Regions from separate parts of the Mus musculus genome. Here all the other regions are linked to region 5. The links are chromatin contacts, called in public HiCAR-type and promoter capture Hi-C maps. All regions are on one chromosome and are shown on one strand. The core of a region is the stretch at or near the end of the contact, and the rest is flanking DNA. Distances in the headings are between cores, read along the strand shown. Region 1 holds the start of Rps9 (ribosomal protein S9). Region 2 holds the start of Prkcg (protein kinase C, gamma). Region 3 holds the start of Tfpt (TCF3 (E2A) fusion partner). Region 4 holds the start of Leng1 (leukocyte receptor cluster (LRC) member 1). Region 5 holds the start of Zfp444 (zinc finger protein 444).

Evidence for each region. Promoter capture Hi-C pulls out the DNA fragments that hold promoters and counts their contacts. HiCAR-type assays count read pairs that join an accessible place to other places.
Region 1: a HiCAR-type map of astrocytes shows a contact between it and region 5, with 6 times the contacts expected there. The contact joins the promoter of Rps9 here to the promoter of Zfp444 in region 5. A contact is called at or near these places in 3 of 39 promoter capture datasets (hippocampal neurons, liver and pre-B cells), 1 of 484 Hi-C or Micro-C datasets (CD4 T cells), 3 of 115 datasets of contacts at active chromatin or transcription factors (astrocytes, large pre-B cells and pro-B cells) and 2 of 9 other capture datasets (adipose tissue and liver).
Region 2: a contact with region 5 is called in a promoter capture Hi-C map of pre-B cells, with 4 times the contacts expected there. The contact joins the promoter of Prkcg here to the promoter of Zfp444 in region 5. A contact is called at or near these places in 3 of 39 promoter capture datasets (hippocampal neurons, liver and pre-B cells) and 1 of 115 datasets of contacts at active chromatin or transcription factors (astrocytes).
Region 3: a contact with region 5 is called in a HiCAR-type map of astrocytes, with 5 times the contacts expected there. The contact joins the promoter of Tfpt here to the promoter of Zfp444 in region 5. A contact is called at or near these places in 7 of 39 promoter capture datasets (the HPC-7 cell line, cranial neural crest, frontonasal cranial neural crest and 3 more), 2 of 484 Hi-C or Micro-C datasets (B cells and CD4 T cells), 1 of 115 datasets of contacts at active chromatin or transcription factors (astrocytes) and 1 of 9 other capture datasets (liver).
Region 4: a contact with region 5 is called in a HiCAR-type map of astrocytes, with 5 times the contacts expected there. The contact joins the promoter of Leng1 here to the promoter of Zfp444 in region 5. A contact is called at or near these places in 6 of 39 promoter capture datasets (the HPC-7 cell line, cranial neural crest, frontonasal cranial neural crest and 3 more), 1 of 115 datasets of contacts at active chromatin or transcription factors (astrocytes) and 1 of 9 other capture datasets (adipose tissue).

Annotation. Positions count from the first base shown.
Region 1 is chr7:3,702,740-3,705,439 of GRCm38.p6, reverse strand. It overlaps Rps9 (ribosomal protein S9), which reads right to left and starts at 1,399. Exons shown (of 5, transcript NM_029767.2): 1 at 1,376-1,399; 2 at 992-1,113; 3 at 672-794. The coding sequence starts at 1,088.
Region 2 is chr7:3,302,195-3,304,894 of GRCm38.p6, reverse strand. It overlaps Prkcg (protein kinase C, gamma), which reads right to left and starts at 1,363. Exons shown (of 18, transcript NM_011102.4): 1 at 936-1,363; 2 at 558-589. The coding sequence starts at 1,105.
Region 3 is chr7:3,628,678-3,631,377 of GRCm38.p6, reverse strand. Tfpt (TCF3 (E2A) fusion partner) reads left to right here and starts at 1,449. Exons shown (of 6, transcript NM_001290381.1): 1 at 1,449-1,826; 2 at 2,292-2,550. The coding sequence starts at 1,804. It overlaps Prpf31 (pre-mRNA processing factor 31), which reads right to left and starts at 1,393. Exons shown (of 14, transcript NM_027328.4): 1 at 1,322-1,393; 2 at 636-820; 3 at 473-533. The coding sequence starts at 812. Gm15927 (a long non-coding RNA gene) reads left to right here. Exons shown (of 6, transcript XR_003946711.1): 6 at 1-307.
Region 4 is chr7:3,664,493-3,667,192 of GRCm38.p6, reverse strand. Leng1 (leukocyte receptor cluster (LRC) member 1) reads left to right here and starts at 1,353. Exons shown (of 4, transcript NM_027203.3): 1 at 1,353-1,877. The coding sequence starts at 1,746. It overlaps Tmc4 (transmembrane channel-like gene family 4), which reads left to right. Exons shown (of 15, transcript NM_181820.2): 12 at 15-145; 13 at 219-374; 14 at 1,013-1,091; 15 at 1,185-1,439. The coding sequence ends at 1,253.
Region 5 is chr7:6,171,166-6,173,865 of GRCm38.p6, reverse strand. Zfp444 (zinc finger protein 444) reads right to left here and starts at 1,353. Exons shown (of 4, transcript NM_028316.3): 1 at 1,292-1,353.

The DNA.
Region 1 (2,700 bases), core at 150-2,649, 2.5 Mb after region 5:
TCAAAGGCAATCTGAGCTACACAGTACCATCAGGCCAACAATATATACACAAACAGCACACATTTATTCCTCAGACTACTCTCCCAGGAGTTAAATGAACTGTGTATGTAGGCCCAGTCACCTATAAGAAACCCTAAGTATGGAATATAAATATGTTAAAATATAGGCTCAACCTGGATTAACATTGTATAAACGCTACCCAGATGCAAATGCAAAAATACGTCCCCCGGATGGAAAAATAATCATTACTCCTCTTACACCACATGAAACTAAATAAAACATCCAGTATTAAGACAGAAAAAGCATTAGTGCAACTCCCATTGTCTTTGGCCTCCATTTGTCCAATGCAGACAGAACTAGATTCTAGAAACTCAAAAAGAATCCTTGTGGTGTGATTGGGGGGCGGGTGGGGGGGTGTCGCAGAGAGGAAACTGGGAAGAGAAATAACATTTGAAATGTAAATAAAATAACCAATAAGAATCCTTGTGACACATACCCAGCACTTCTGAATTTCTGGCAGTTTATGGCAAGACTGACTTACATTTGAGTTCCAGGCCAATCTACACCAAGACCCTGTCTCAATCCCCACTAGCCCAACTTGTTCAGTCACATCTCCCACGCCCTAAAACACTCAGCAACCACCACTCCTTCGAAAATAGGCTCATACACACCTTCAAACAGACGCCGGGGATCCTTCTCGTCTAGCGTCAACAGCTCCCGGGCCGCCTTACGGATCTTGGCCAGGGTAAACTTGACCCTCCAAACCTCACGTTTGTTCCGGAGTCCATACTCTCCTGCACGTGGTTGGGAGGAGACCGCGGGGCAAGAGCCATGGGTTACTACATGTGCATGGCGACTAGAGAACACAAAACTAAACTGCAATCCTCTGGCGCCACACAGGATGCTCCAGAACGAGCACGTGGGAGACAGACATCATGGCTACCTAACTCTTCCCGGATCCGCAATTCGAAATTCTACTTTGGCCACTCACCAATCAACTTTAGCTCCTGGTCGAGACGCGACTTCTCGAAGGGTCTCCGTGGGGTCACATAGGTTTTGCGACAAACCCAGCTTCTGGCGACCGGCATGTTGACCTCGCTAGGCCGGCTGCGCCTGCGCAGTAAAGTGTCGTTTTAAAAAATAATCTTGTGGCGCATGTGCAGCAAAACCCCGCTAGGGACACGGCGACACCAACTCGGCTCTCAGAGAAATCCGCCTTAGAAAACTTGAAAATGGGATTGTTCCACAACCGTGTTGTAACTTCCAGCCACCTTCGCCCCACCCTCTTACTCAGCATGTTCATGAAGATTCGAATGGCTCCGTTACCTTACACCATCAACCCCTAAAAGGCGAACTCAACAATCAGAACACTCACCTACGAACTCAGGCCCGAGACAAAGAGAGACAAGGCGGTTGGACCGAGGTCTTATAGTAACGTCGCCTTGTAGTGACGTCATCACGCACCGCTCGCGACTACGCCAATCAGAAGCAGGAAAGCCATAGAGACGAGCAGGCCGGCTAGAGCGGCGCTTCGCTGGGCCGACTTGCCAGTGAGGTGGTTAGGCGATTAAAGGGCTATGGTGACATTTGGTTAATCCAAGAATTAACGAGGCTGCCCCTTCCAGGGCTAAAGCATTGATTGAGTAACCACAGTTGTCACTTTTTGTTTCAACAAAAACTCTTGGTAAAAACTTACAGGGAATTAAGGGCAGCAGCCAAGGTTCCCCACCACTGTCTCAATCTCATGGCAGTGCCCTTGCCCTTAAAAGTACTCGGGTTTGTTTGGAGAGATGGCTCAGCGGTTAAGAGCACTGATTGCTCCTCCAAAGGTCCTGAAAATCCCAGCAACCCCATGGTGGGTCACAACCATCTGTAATGAGATCTGACCACCTACAGTGTATTTAGATATAATAGATAAATAAATCTTCTTTTAAAAGTGCTAAGATTTTAGGTGTGAGCCACAAAATACAATAATAAAAAATACAAACATTATGAAAATAGTATAAATATGTCGTGCTGGGCTTATTTTAATATTGAAATACACATCTTGTGCTGGTTTGTCTTGACAGCTTGACACAAACCTAGACATGTGGAAAGAGGAACTCATTTAAGAAAGTGCCTCCATCATCTTGGCCTATAGGCAAGTCTCTCCTAATCTATTTATTGTTTTGATGCAGGGTTTCCTATCAAATGACTATGAATTCCAGATCCTTCTGTCTATACCTCCCAAATGCTGGAATTACAATCCGCTTTCATGCAACTGATATGTTTGTTTGTTGAGACAGGGTCTTTCCTCTTATTCCTGGCTGTCCTGGAGCTTCCTATTCAAACTCACAGAGTTCTGCCTGGCTCTGTCTCCCAAGTACTGGGATTAAAGACATGCACTACCACAGCCAGCTTTGTGTATATCTGATATTTTATAACTATTTTTTATTTAAGGGAAATGGGGTCTATGAGTCCTGGCTATCCTGGAACTATGAACTATGTAGCCAGGCTGGCCTCAAACTCATAGACATGTCCTTGCCTCTGTCCTTGAATAGTAGGAGGATAGGCCTGTACCACTAGGCCTAGCTCAGATATTTTTTATTTTAAACAGTGTGATTGGTAAGAATTTACACTTGCGCGGGGCAGTCTTTAATCCCAGCACTTGGGAGGCAGAGGCAGGTGGATTTCTGAGTTCAGGGCTACCCTGGTCTACAG
Region 2 (2,700 bases), core at 114-2,613, 2.9 Mb after region 5:
CAGAAATATCCTTAGACAAGGGAGACATAGAGAGCAGCAACTTGAACAGAAGTGAGTCTGGGGGTGCTGCTTCGGCCCGCCTCCCACCTTGAGTCACTCTGTTCTTAGCCAAGTGGCAGCTGGTGTTTTAGGATTCGCCCCCCTTGCCCGGCCCCCACCCGCCCATTAGTGACCCCACCCGGCCTGCCCCTGCTTTAGGATGAATGGTGTTGTCATGGCAACGGCAGTCTGGGGGGGGGCTCTGACTTTGCATCTCTGAACCCCTCCCCCCTTCAGCTCCCCTTTTCCAAATCTCCCTGTTCCCATGGAAACAGATTCTCCAAATATCTGTCCCCACCTGGAACCGGCCGAGGGAGGGGCCCCCAGCACCACCTCCGCGGTGGCCCTGCCATCAGAGTTTCCTCCCCACCACAGGCTGTGTGTCTCTGCCACACCCCCCCGCCCAGGGCTCCCCCGCGCCTCTCTGGGGACCACAGAACACGTGTGTCAGCCGCCTCAGCTGTGAGGCCCCAGCCTCCACCCTCAGGGGTCCCAGAAGTCCAGGTCCCAGCTCTTACCTTGACATTGCAGGCCCTGCTTTCCAATGCCCCTGGAAGAGTCAAGGATCTAAGGTCAGTGCAAAGAGGGGTACCCGGGCCCTCCCACCTTGCAAGACATAGGTTTGCAGTTTCCCAATTTCACCCAGATGTCTGAGTCCTAGTTGCCTTCTCCGAGAACCCAAAATTTCTAGTCCCAGCTCCCTTTCCCTTGGACCCTAGAATCCAGCCTGGCTCTTCCTCCCTCAGACCCAGGAACCCAGACTTCCACCCCCTGCCATTAAGCCCAGGAGTGGGAGCTGCAGCCCCTCTCTGCTCAGTCGCTTGGGGACCAGTGTGACATGACTGTTCCCAAGTCCCCTCCTTTTCCAGCCCTCTCCCCTAGCCCGCTTCCCTCACCAGATGAAGTCGGTACAGTGACTGCAGAAGGTTGGCTGCTTGAAGAAACGAGCGGTGAACTTGTGGCTCTTCACCTCGTGGACCACCTTCTGCCTCAGCGCCCCCTTTCTGCAAAACAGGGGTCGGGGTCCCCCCTCTGAGTCGCCTCCGCCAGGGCCCAGACCCGCCATGGCCCCAGGAACGCAGAAGGGATCACGAGCTGGCCCTTTTTCCGAGGAAACAGGTGGACGGCGGTAGGAGGACTCCGCAGACTCTGAGATAGGAAGGACAGGGGCAAGGCACCTAACGGTGCACAGCACACGGCAGAAAGCAACACCCCGGCACGGGCAGCACCGACCGGGGAGAAAGCGGGTGGGGTCAGAGCTGAAGGCTGGGGCATCAAGGAGCCGCAGGCACGGGCGGCGGCGGGAGCTTCGCTCTCAGCACCTGCTGAAATGTAGAAGTCGGGGGTGGGGGAAGGCGTTGCCATGACGACCAAGGGGCGGGGTTTCAGTTTAAAGCCCCCCCCCCCCGCCCGGGACAGATGCCCCTCCCTCCTCTCCACATGCACACTTCCATTCCGCAGGCTCTATGCAAGGAGGGGACGTCCTCCGAGCCTTGTCCACCCCCTTTCTCCCAGTCAGTCAGTCATCTTGGCCCCCACACCCATCTTCCTCCCCCACTCAGCCGCATGAGTAGGTTTTGTCAGGATCTAGAATCTGGGGTAGACCCGTGTGTCTCTGGGCATATTAATCTTTTAATCAAGAAACTTTGTCTTTAGTGCTGAGGACTTTCTGATAGACACGGAGGCTAGTGTCTCATTCCTCGTGATGCTTCAGGCTCTTTATCGCTCTTAGAGCCTCTGGGCTTGGTGCTATGCCTCCCTCTGGGTGTGTTTCTTTTCTCTCTGCCTTCTCACTCTTTTCTCTCTTTTCCTCTCTTCTTTCCTGTTTACTCTCTCCATTTCTCCCTCTCTGCTTCTCTCTTTTTCCTGCTCACGTCTCTCCTCATGCACCACATGGTGTACTGAAAATGTTTTCATTTCCATTGTCCTGCCTTTCCCGATCTTCGCTAATCTGTGTTCACCTTTGCTAGTTAAATTCAGCTAGTTAAATTCCCTAGTTAAATTCCCGATGTCCGTCACTCCCTGCTTCTGTATTTCTCCTTTCCTGTCGCTAGAAGGCGCTTTCTCTGAGTAGTTGCCTTTCCCTTCTGTCCTTTTCTCTGACCCATTCAGGGTTTTTCCTTTTGGCCCTGTGATCCTCTTTATCTCTGCGGTCCCCCCCCTGTTCCATGTGACTCTGGCTCTAGTGGTCTCTCCTTCTTTCCCTGTGACTGTCTCTGGGGGGATATTGACCCTTTTCGGTGTCTCCTTGGGACTGTCTTCGGGGGAATCTCGACTCTCCTCTTTGTCGTCTCTCCCTCCTTTGCCTCCCCGAGACTCCGTCTCTGGGATTCTCCCCACTCTGTCTATGGCTTTCCAGCCCTGGAGGTCTCTCCTTTATCCACGTCTCCCTGTAACTCTCCATCTCTGAGGGCCTGTCCCCTCCGTATCTCCCTATGACTATAGCAGAGTGTATTTCTTGACTCTGGATCTCCCTATGCTCTGTCTTGGGTGTCTCTCGTGTTTCCCTGTGACTCTCCACCTGAGTGGTTCTCCCAACTCAGTGTCACCCTGGGATTTCCTATGCACACGCCCAGGTCTCTCCTCCCCTGAGTTCTTCCCCAGGTCACGCCCCACGATGCGCCTTTCTTGAGGTTCCAGTCTTCCTACGGATCCATTCTG
Region 3 (2,700 bases), core at 200-2,699, 2.5 Mb after region 5:
AATGTATGTATGCGTTTTGCCTGATGTGCATAATATATATATAATGCCCATGGAGAGCAGAAGATGTCAGATCACCAAGAACTGGAGTTACAGATAGTTATGACCCATGTGGATGCTAAGAACTAAACCCAAGACCTCTGGAAGAGCAGCAGATACTCTTAACTATCTCTCCAACTCCATGAATGTACCTATTTCTGAGACAGGGTTTTACCCAGGCTGACTCTGACCAGACTGGACTTGAACTCATTCATGTACCTGCTGCCTCAGTCTCCTAAGTGGTGAGATATAAACACATATCATGTCTGGGTACAATGCAGTATGTTTTCAGAGGGTCAGTAACTGGATTTAAAAAAAAAAAGAAGAATGAATGCTCTGAGGAAAGCTGAGGAGGGAGACACTTGGTGATAAAACCATAAGGAGCAAGAGAGTCGGGGAGTCAGAATGGGCAGAGGAAAGTGAGGGTGGGAGGCACCTTCCGACACGTTGGCTTGCTTGCTGATATACTCCTCAATCTTCATCATGATCTCAGCAAACTGATGAGGAAGGAGAGCACAGTCAGAAACTAGGCCTCTCAGAAAGAACTGCTCTCCGGCCACTCCTCCCTAGGAACGCTGACTTAAAGGGTGCCACCTCACCATCTTGCTGTCCCATAGCTTGGCAATGCTCTTGACTGAATCTCCAGAAAGATCCAGCTGGGTCTCCTCCTGTACATCCTCAATTGCTGGCTCCTCCTCCTCTTCTCCATAGCTTCCTCCTTCCTCTTCTTCTGCTGCCTCCTCGAGGTCAGCCAAGAGCTCATCAGCCAGAGACATCCCAAGGCCTATGGGAAAGGGAGAATGGGGTTCCCTAATACTGCATCTTGACCCTGTCCACTCATATCACCAGAAGGAGCACCTTCTCCCGGATCCCCTTAAGTTTCTTCTTCATCAGCTCCTGTAGCCGCACGCAGGCTCCACAGCTTGCTTAGTTCACGGAGGTTGTCTCCTGTTCCTACCCACACAGAACACAGCACATCCCTCCAGGTACCACCTGACCTGGCAACTTTTCCCCACACCTCTGGGTCTTTGAGCAACTATTCATCTTTGCCTAACCCGGCTCTTTGCTCCCTCACCCTGCCTTCAGTTCTTTCATTCCACCCGTCTGGCCCACGTGCCATATTTCAGCCTAAAGTTATGCTGTGATCCACTCACGTCTTGAATATTAGTTCTAAGGCGCTCCATACGTTTAATATTATTATTTATACTATGATTTAAGTCGCCCGCTACACTTTCTCCTCCAGTAGCTTGGCTTCCGGCCATCCCTTCTTCTCCATCACACTCACCGCTTCGATCCTCTCACAATCGTTTCCAAGAAATCTGCTTCCCCAGAGCTTCGGCTCTCTTTGATGACGTTTACTTGCCGCCGATAAATCTGTGTTTTGATTGGCCGTTTACGACATTTCCGGCAGCGTTTGGACAACAACTTTATTAGCAGCCGCCTCGCGGGACGGCGACCGGGAGTGCTGGGTTCTAGGGCTAGGGGAAGTCGTACGTCGCCGTGGATTGAGCCTGCTAAACAGAGATTCGCTTTGGCTAGTCGACACTGCGACAAGACAGGAGTAAAGAAGGTGACAACGTGGACGATCGGTGCAGGCGCTAGAGGATAAACCGAAGGCTTCAAGCCGCAATTTGGAGTCGGGTGCAAACGAAGGCAGAGTAGGAAACTTTAATTCCCAGTTTTCCTGTGTCGCAAGGCCTGATGGGAGAGGTAGTTTTGCGCAAGACTCCACCTCTCTGAGGCTTGAGGTGTCTCTTGACCAGAGAAATGGAGTTGGAACAGAGAGAGGGGTGAGTAGCTGAGCTTTGTGTAAACGGGGACTCCAAAAACAGCAACGATCGGCTGTAGTGCTCTCAGGGACGATGGGGAAGTTCGTGCAGTTGCTTTCTTTTCGAATCTCTGTGGGAGAACCGGAGGCAGTACTGGAGCATCGTAGGGGAGATTTGGAATTTGCTGTTCTTATGGATCTGAGAGCAAGGAGATTGGAGTGTGGGCTCCAAAGTCTGAGGGAGGAGGCTAGGGTCTGATTCCTCATTGTTAGGGACGAGGACTGGGGCCTGGATCCCTGGCAGTGACCAAGAAGGGCTAGGGTCTGGGCTTCTTGGTAGGAGGGAGGAGGGCTAGAGTCTGGGCTGCTGGGTGTGATGGAGGAGAGGGCTAGGATCTGGGCTCCAGGCTGGGGCCTGGACCTAAGTCCCCCTGGGAGGGACTTGGAGAGCCAGAATATAGGCTCCTAAAACTTCTTGGCCCTACAGGACCATGGCAGCCGTGGGCTTTGAAGAGTTCTCAGCGCCACCAGGCTCAGAGCTGGCTCTGCCTCCCCTGTTTGGTGGCCACATCCTAGAAAGTGAGCTAGAGACAGAAGTGGAATTTGTGTCCGGTGGTCTGGGTGATTCAGGACTCCGGGAGCGAGATGAAGAGGAAGAGGCAGCCCGGGGTCGAAGGCGTCGCCAGCGGGAACTAAATCGTAGAAAGTACCAGGCACTAGGTCGGCGCTGCCGGGAGATCGAGCAGGTAGGTAAGTGTGGATTCCCATTTGGGGGTCCTCTCGCCAGAACTGCCGCCTCGCTGCCGATGCCAACACCACCCCCTCCTCATACCGCCTCCTCCTCCTCCTCATGTCCTTCTTTTTCCCTTTCCTTTTGTACTTGAACAAGTGAACAG
Region 4 (2,700 bases), core at 104-2,603, 2.5 Mb after region 5:
CCTCTCCCTACCAGATAACCCTCTTCTCCATCTACTCACCGGCTTCCCGCACCTTCCGAGCATCCACGGCAAACTTCTTTTTCCCCCTGGTTCTCCTTGTGGGTCTGGCGATCTCTGCAGTTCCCGTGCTTTACAGTATCTTCCTGTAAGTACGAGAGACTTCTGTTTGTTCTCACTCTAGCTCGACTTGACTGAATCCAGTGTGTCTCCCCCTACAGGATCCCACCTTCGAAACTGTGTGGCCCGTTCCGCGGGAAGCTGTCCATTTGGGCCCAGATCCCTGAGGCCATTGAGAGCCTCCCTCAGACTGCCCAGAATTTTCTCTACTTTCTGGGAACCCAAGCTTTTACTGTACCTCTTCTGATCCTCTCTAGGTGAGCAGTCAGACTTTGAATGTGTGTAATTTAGTGTTTGAAAGAGAAAGGAGTTTCTGGGCACCTGAGTGCTAGAGAGGTGGGCTGGGTGCCTATATACAACAGAGACGTGGGGCTGGCCGGGATGCCTATAAATCAAGAGCAGGAGAGTCGGAGTGTGAATGCTTAGGGTCTAAGAAAAGACATCTGGGTTTGGATTCCTGGTCTGAGGAAAGGAGGGCTAGGGTGTGGATTTATCGATTTGATGAAGGGGGAGGAGGTATGGAGCCTGAACCTCTAGTTTAACCTCTGGTTAAAGGGTCTGAACTTTTGGGTCTAAAGAGAGAGGATAAAGACTTGTGTTCAGAGTCTCAAAAAGGGTTTTAAGGGATTTGAGGATCCTGATATTGGTTTCTTTAATTTACTTATTCATTTAATTTTTATGTGTGTTGGTATTTGGACAGTGTGACTGTCTGTGTGAAGTAACGAACTTGAGTTACAATTGTAAGCTGCCATGTGGGGCTGGGAATTGAACCCCGGTCCTTTGGAAGTGCAGCCAGTGCTCCGGTTACGAGCCATCTCTCCAGCCTGGTTTCTAAGGAGCCATATGATGAAGATGATTGTTTTTCTAGAGTGATTTTCATTCCTGTCTTCCATAGCATCCTGATGATGTATACCGTAGCCCTGGCTAACTGTTACGGACGCCTCATCTCTGAGCTCAAACGCCAGATAGAGACGGTGAGCCAGGCTGATTTCCCCGGAAAGGGCTCTATGAGACTATGAAAGAAGAATGAAAAGGTGTGCTTCACTTTCGCTCCTTTTTGCCCGCAGGAAGTGCAGAATAAAGTCTTCCTGGCCCAGCGAGCTGTGGCTCTGAGCTCAAGGAATGGAACTTCCTGATAAGTCTGGCTGAACCTTCAGCCCCTCAGCTTCAGTGACTTCATATCAAGTGATGGGACTCTTTCATCTCTGGAACCAAATTCCCCGCCCTCTGCCACCCGAATGCTACACTCTCAATTGAACCGTATTAATAAACAACAGTCAAGGCCGCTTTGCGTTTTGAAACCCCGTTCTGAAGCCTCGGACGGGGTTTGGGGAGGGGCCAGGTCCAAATCGGCCTGAAGAGCTAGGTTATGTCTGCTTAAAGGAATAGACAGGCAACAGCCTCATCAAGCAGCGTCCGGGGGTGGAGCAACTCAGGTTACAAATGCTTAGGATTGGCTGAGATGGAAGGCTCTCAGCCAATAATCTCTAAACAAGGCTAGGATGGGACGTGACAATTGGCCCAGAACCAATGCACGAGCAAGGGTGGAACCATGGGGCGGGAGCATCCTCGAGCCAATCGGAAGTGCTGAAGAGTGGGCCTGACAGTCCGAGGTCGGCACTGGAGCCATGAATATCTTGCCGAAGAAGAGCTGGCACGTCCGGAACAAGGACAATGTTGCCCGCGTGCGGCGCGACGAGGCCCAGGCCCGGGAGGAGGAGAAGGAGCGGGAGCGGAGGGTGCTGCTCGCCCAGCAAGAGGTAAGCCTGGGGACCGCCCAGAAGCGCGGCGGGCCTAGCTATCACTCGGTGCCGGGAGCGGGTCTGTGTGTTCGACGATGTTTCTCTGAAAATCCTGTGCTAACTTCCAAGAAACCTTCCTAGATTTCCCCACTGGTGTTGAGGGACCAGAGACTAGCATACTGGAAGAGTTGGACAAATATTCTGATTACTTTATAGGTTGCCCGCACAAGTTAATTACTGATCACCCACTCTGTGTATGCTCCCTTCCTTCTGAGCGCTTGCTTTGAGAAATTCCCTCTTAGAACAACTTGGAGGGGTGCGGTCACCTTGCTCTGAGTACAACGGCTTCAGCAAGGAGGGCAAAGGGCGGACAAGCCGGGGTCCACTTCGTTGGGCATGTCTTTTCTCCCTCCCTCATTGCTTGCCAAGAAAAGAGCATCTGGAGGTTTTATTTGGAACAGGGTCTGTGTAGCCGTGGCTGTTATGGAACTGGCTACGTAGACCAGGCTGGTCTTGAACTCAGCTTGCCTGTTCCACTTGAACGCTAGTATTGAAGACCACACACACATCACAGACTCTAAGTTACTCGATTAGTTTGGTTTACACTTAAGTCCCTTGGCCAATCTGATCATGAATTAGTGTGGGCTTAAAAAAAAAAAAAAAAGCCGGGTAGTGGCGGTGGCGCACGCCTTTGATCCCAGCACCTGGGAGGCAGAGGCAGGTGGATTTCTGAGGCCAGCCTGGTCTACAAAGTGAGTTCCAGGACAGCCAGGGCTACACAGAAAAACCCTGTCTTAAAAAACAAAACAAAACAAAACAAACAAACAAAAAGGTGACGCTT
Region 5 (2,700 bases), core at 104-2,603:
TTCCAGAGGACCTGGGTTCAATGCCCAGCACCCACATGGCAGCTCACAACTGAAACTCTAGAATCAGAGGATGCAGTAAACACATATGCAGGCAAAATATGGATGCACGTTAAAATAAAAATAAATCATTAAAAGAAAAAAAAAGTACCCAGAACACCACCTGGCAATAAACAAACCCCACCTATTGCATTTACTATCAACACACATTAACCCTCCAACTCCTTGTGAGTCATTTACGTAAAGCCACTGTGAAACAAGCGCCCAAGACTAAATTGTAAATTGGAATAGGTGTTAAAATAGCATATAAAAAGGAGTGAAGACTGGCAGTGGTGGCTCATGCCTTTAAGCCCTGCTCTTGGGAGGCAGAGGCAGGCGGATTTGAGTTCAAGGCCAGCCTGGTCTACAGAGTGAGTTCCAGGACAGCCAGGGTTATACAGAGAAACTCTGTCTTGAAAAACCAAAAAAAAAAAAAAAAAAAGTTAAGATGAGTATTTTTGTTTGTTTGTTTTTAAATTCAATTACTTTCACCGGTTTAAAGCTTGGCATGGCTCTCGAGTGTGATTAAGGCCAGCCTGGGCTACAGGAGACCATACCCAAAACACCATCATCAACAACAACAAAAACCCTGAACAAAACAAAAAAACTAGGCCAACGCTTGTAATCTGAGCACGTGAGAGGCTGAGCCAGGAGGATCAGAACCGAGAGATTTAAGTCCCTCTTATCCTGTTAAAACCTGTCTCCAAGCCCCTTCTGCACATTAATGAATTTCGCCTCTCGCGACAAGCTAATGAGGCGGATACGCTTGTAATGAAGAAATACTTATCCTCCAGAACCTCAACTCGACAGAAGTGCGTGTGAACGTGTGACCAGCACACAGGACTAGCCACCTGCACCGGTCTACGCTGCTATGGCACGGTGCCCCTGGATAGACCCCTTCCCGCAATCCTTTTCGAAGAGGTTAGAGGTCCCGGCGCCCCAGGATTTCTCAGTGGGGTCCAACTTCCACTCCACTCTCAGTTTCCAACCATCCCAGGGCTCCCCCTCGAACATCCCAGCCCCCTCCCGCTGCCCAGCCTCCCCAGGCCTCCAACTCTCCCGCGTCTGCATCTCGCGTTCCTCCCGCTCCCCGGCCCGCCCCCAGAACCCCACCTCCAGCCTCCTATCATCCCCCTCCCCCAAGCCGCCCATCCCTCCCTTCCTCTCCCTCCTCCAGACCTGGGTACCCCTCCCCGTGGTCCGCCCGTTCCCCGTACACCGGACTCCCCAGCCCTTCCTTTTCCCTCTAGCTCACCTCACTCTCCTGGGCGAGGCCCCCCAAACAACCTCACCTTCCCGCACATGCGCACAAAGCTCATCGGGACTCCATGCCCCAGCAGGCTTTGCGCCAAATTCACCCGTACTTCCCCGCCCCCACGTCCCCTCACTCTCTACACTAGGAATCGCTAATTCTACCCAACACTTCCCACCTCTCCCAGCTGGAAACTACATCTCCCAAGAAACATCGCGACAAAGCGGCTTTCCATTAGCCCTACTGTGATGAGTCCTGTACGCTCGTGCGTCCCGAGCTAGCCAGAAAACTACATTTCTTAAAGTGTAAAGAAGAAAACCCGATTCCTATTGGCTCACACAGGCGCAAACAGAGCGCTTCTGATTTTGGACTACATTTCCCAGATTTCACGTGGATTTCCTTCCTCTACCATCCCTCACAAGACACCCCGCCGGCTGACTTCTGGCAAACGCGGACGGGTCGGGGAGGGATAAGAGGAATCTGTGGTTTCGTTGTCGTGGAAACCGGGGGAGGCAGCACACTTGGGAGACCCGCCTCCAGGACCTTTAAGCGCCTATAGAGGAGGTCGTGGAGGCTATGCCAGAGTTCTCCTCAGATCAGCAGTGGGAGATCCGTCTCCTTGACAACAGTTGCAGTATCGCCCTCCCGCTCCAGTACTAGGTTAAAGGAAGGTTGAGGCTGGTCAACGAAACCTGACCTCTGAGAATTAGTTCGCTCGTCCCATACTGTCAGTCCACTCTCTAGCCTCAGTTTCCCGTCTTGTGAATAGGAAGGAAAATATTACGTGTCAAACGGCGCTTGTGTAGCCCCCTACGGACACTGAAGCCTCAGTTTCCCTACCTCAGAAAAGGCAAGAAGGTTTTGAGTTTGCTCTTTGTAATATGTATGGGTGTTTCGCTGAGTCGGTGCACCATGTGCTCGCAGTACCCACGGAGGCCAGAAAGCGGCGTGGGATTCCCTTAGACCTGTATTACAGACGGTTGTGAGCCACATGTAGGTGCTAGAAGGACGTCTAGAATAGCTTGTGCTTCGTTGTTAACCTCTTTGTCATCTTTCCAGCCCTACCCCTACCTACTACCCCAACGCACCACATACACACGTACTCGCAGGAGCGCAAGAAGGTTATGAGACTTTCTGTTTACGTGATAGATGGCTCTTACAAGCTAGTGGGGCAGACAGAGACTCTCCCCTCCTCACTGGACTTCGAAAAAAGGTGACATTGGCACACAAAGGAAATCATGTGAAGCAGAGTTGTTATTGTCCTTACCAAATTCGTGGATGGACAATACCATTGCCCTAGTTTCTATTTACTCACTAGTTTACAGCTTAGAGACGGATCTATCCCCACAACAGCTAAACTTAATCCTGTCCCACCTCTCTGCCCTCTCTGTCCCTCATCTTGGTAAGTGTGC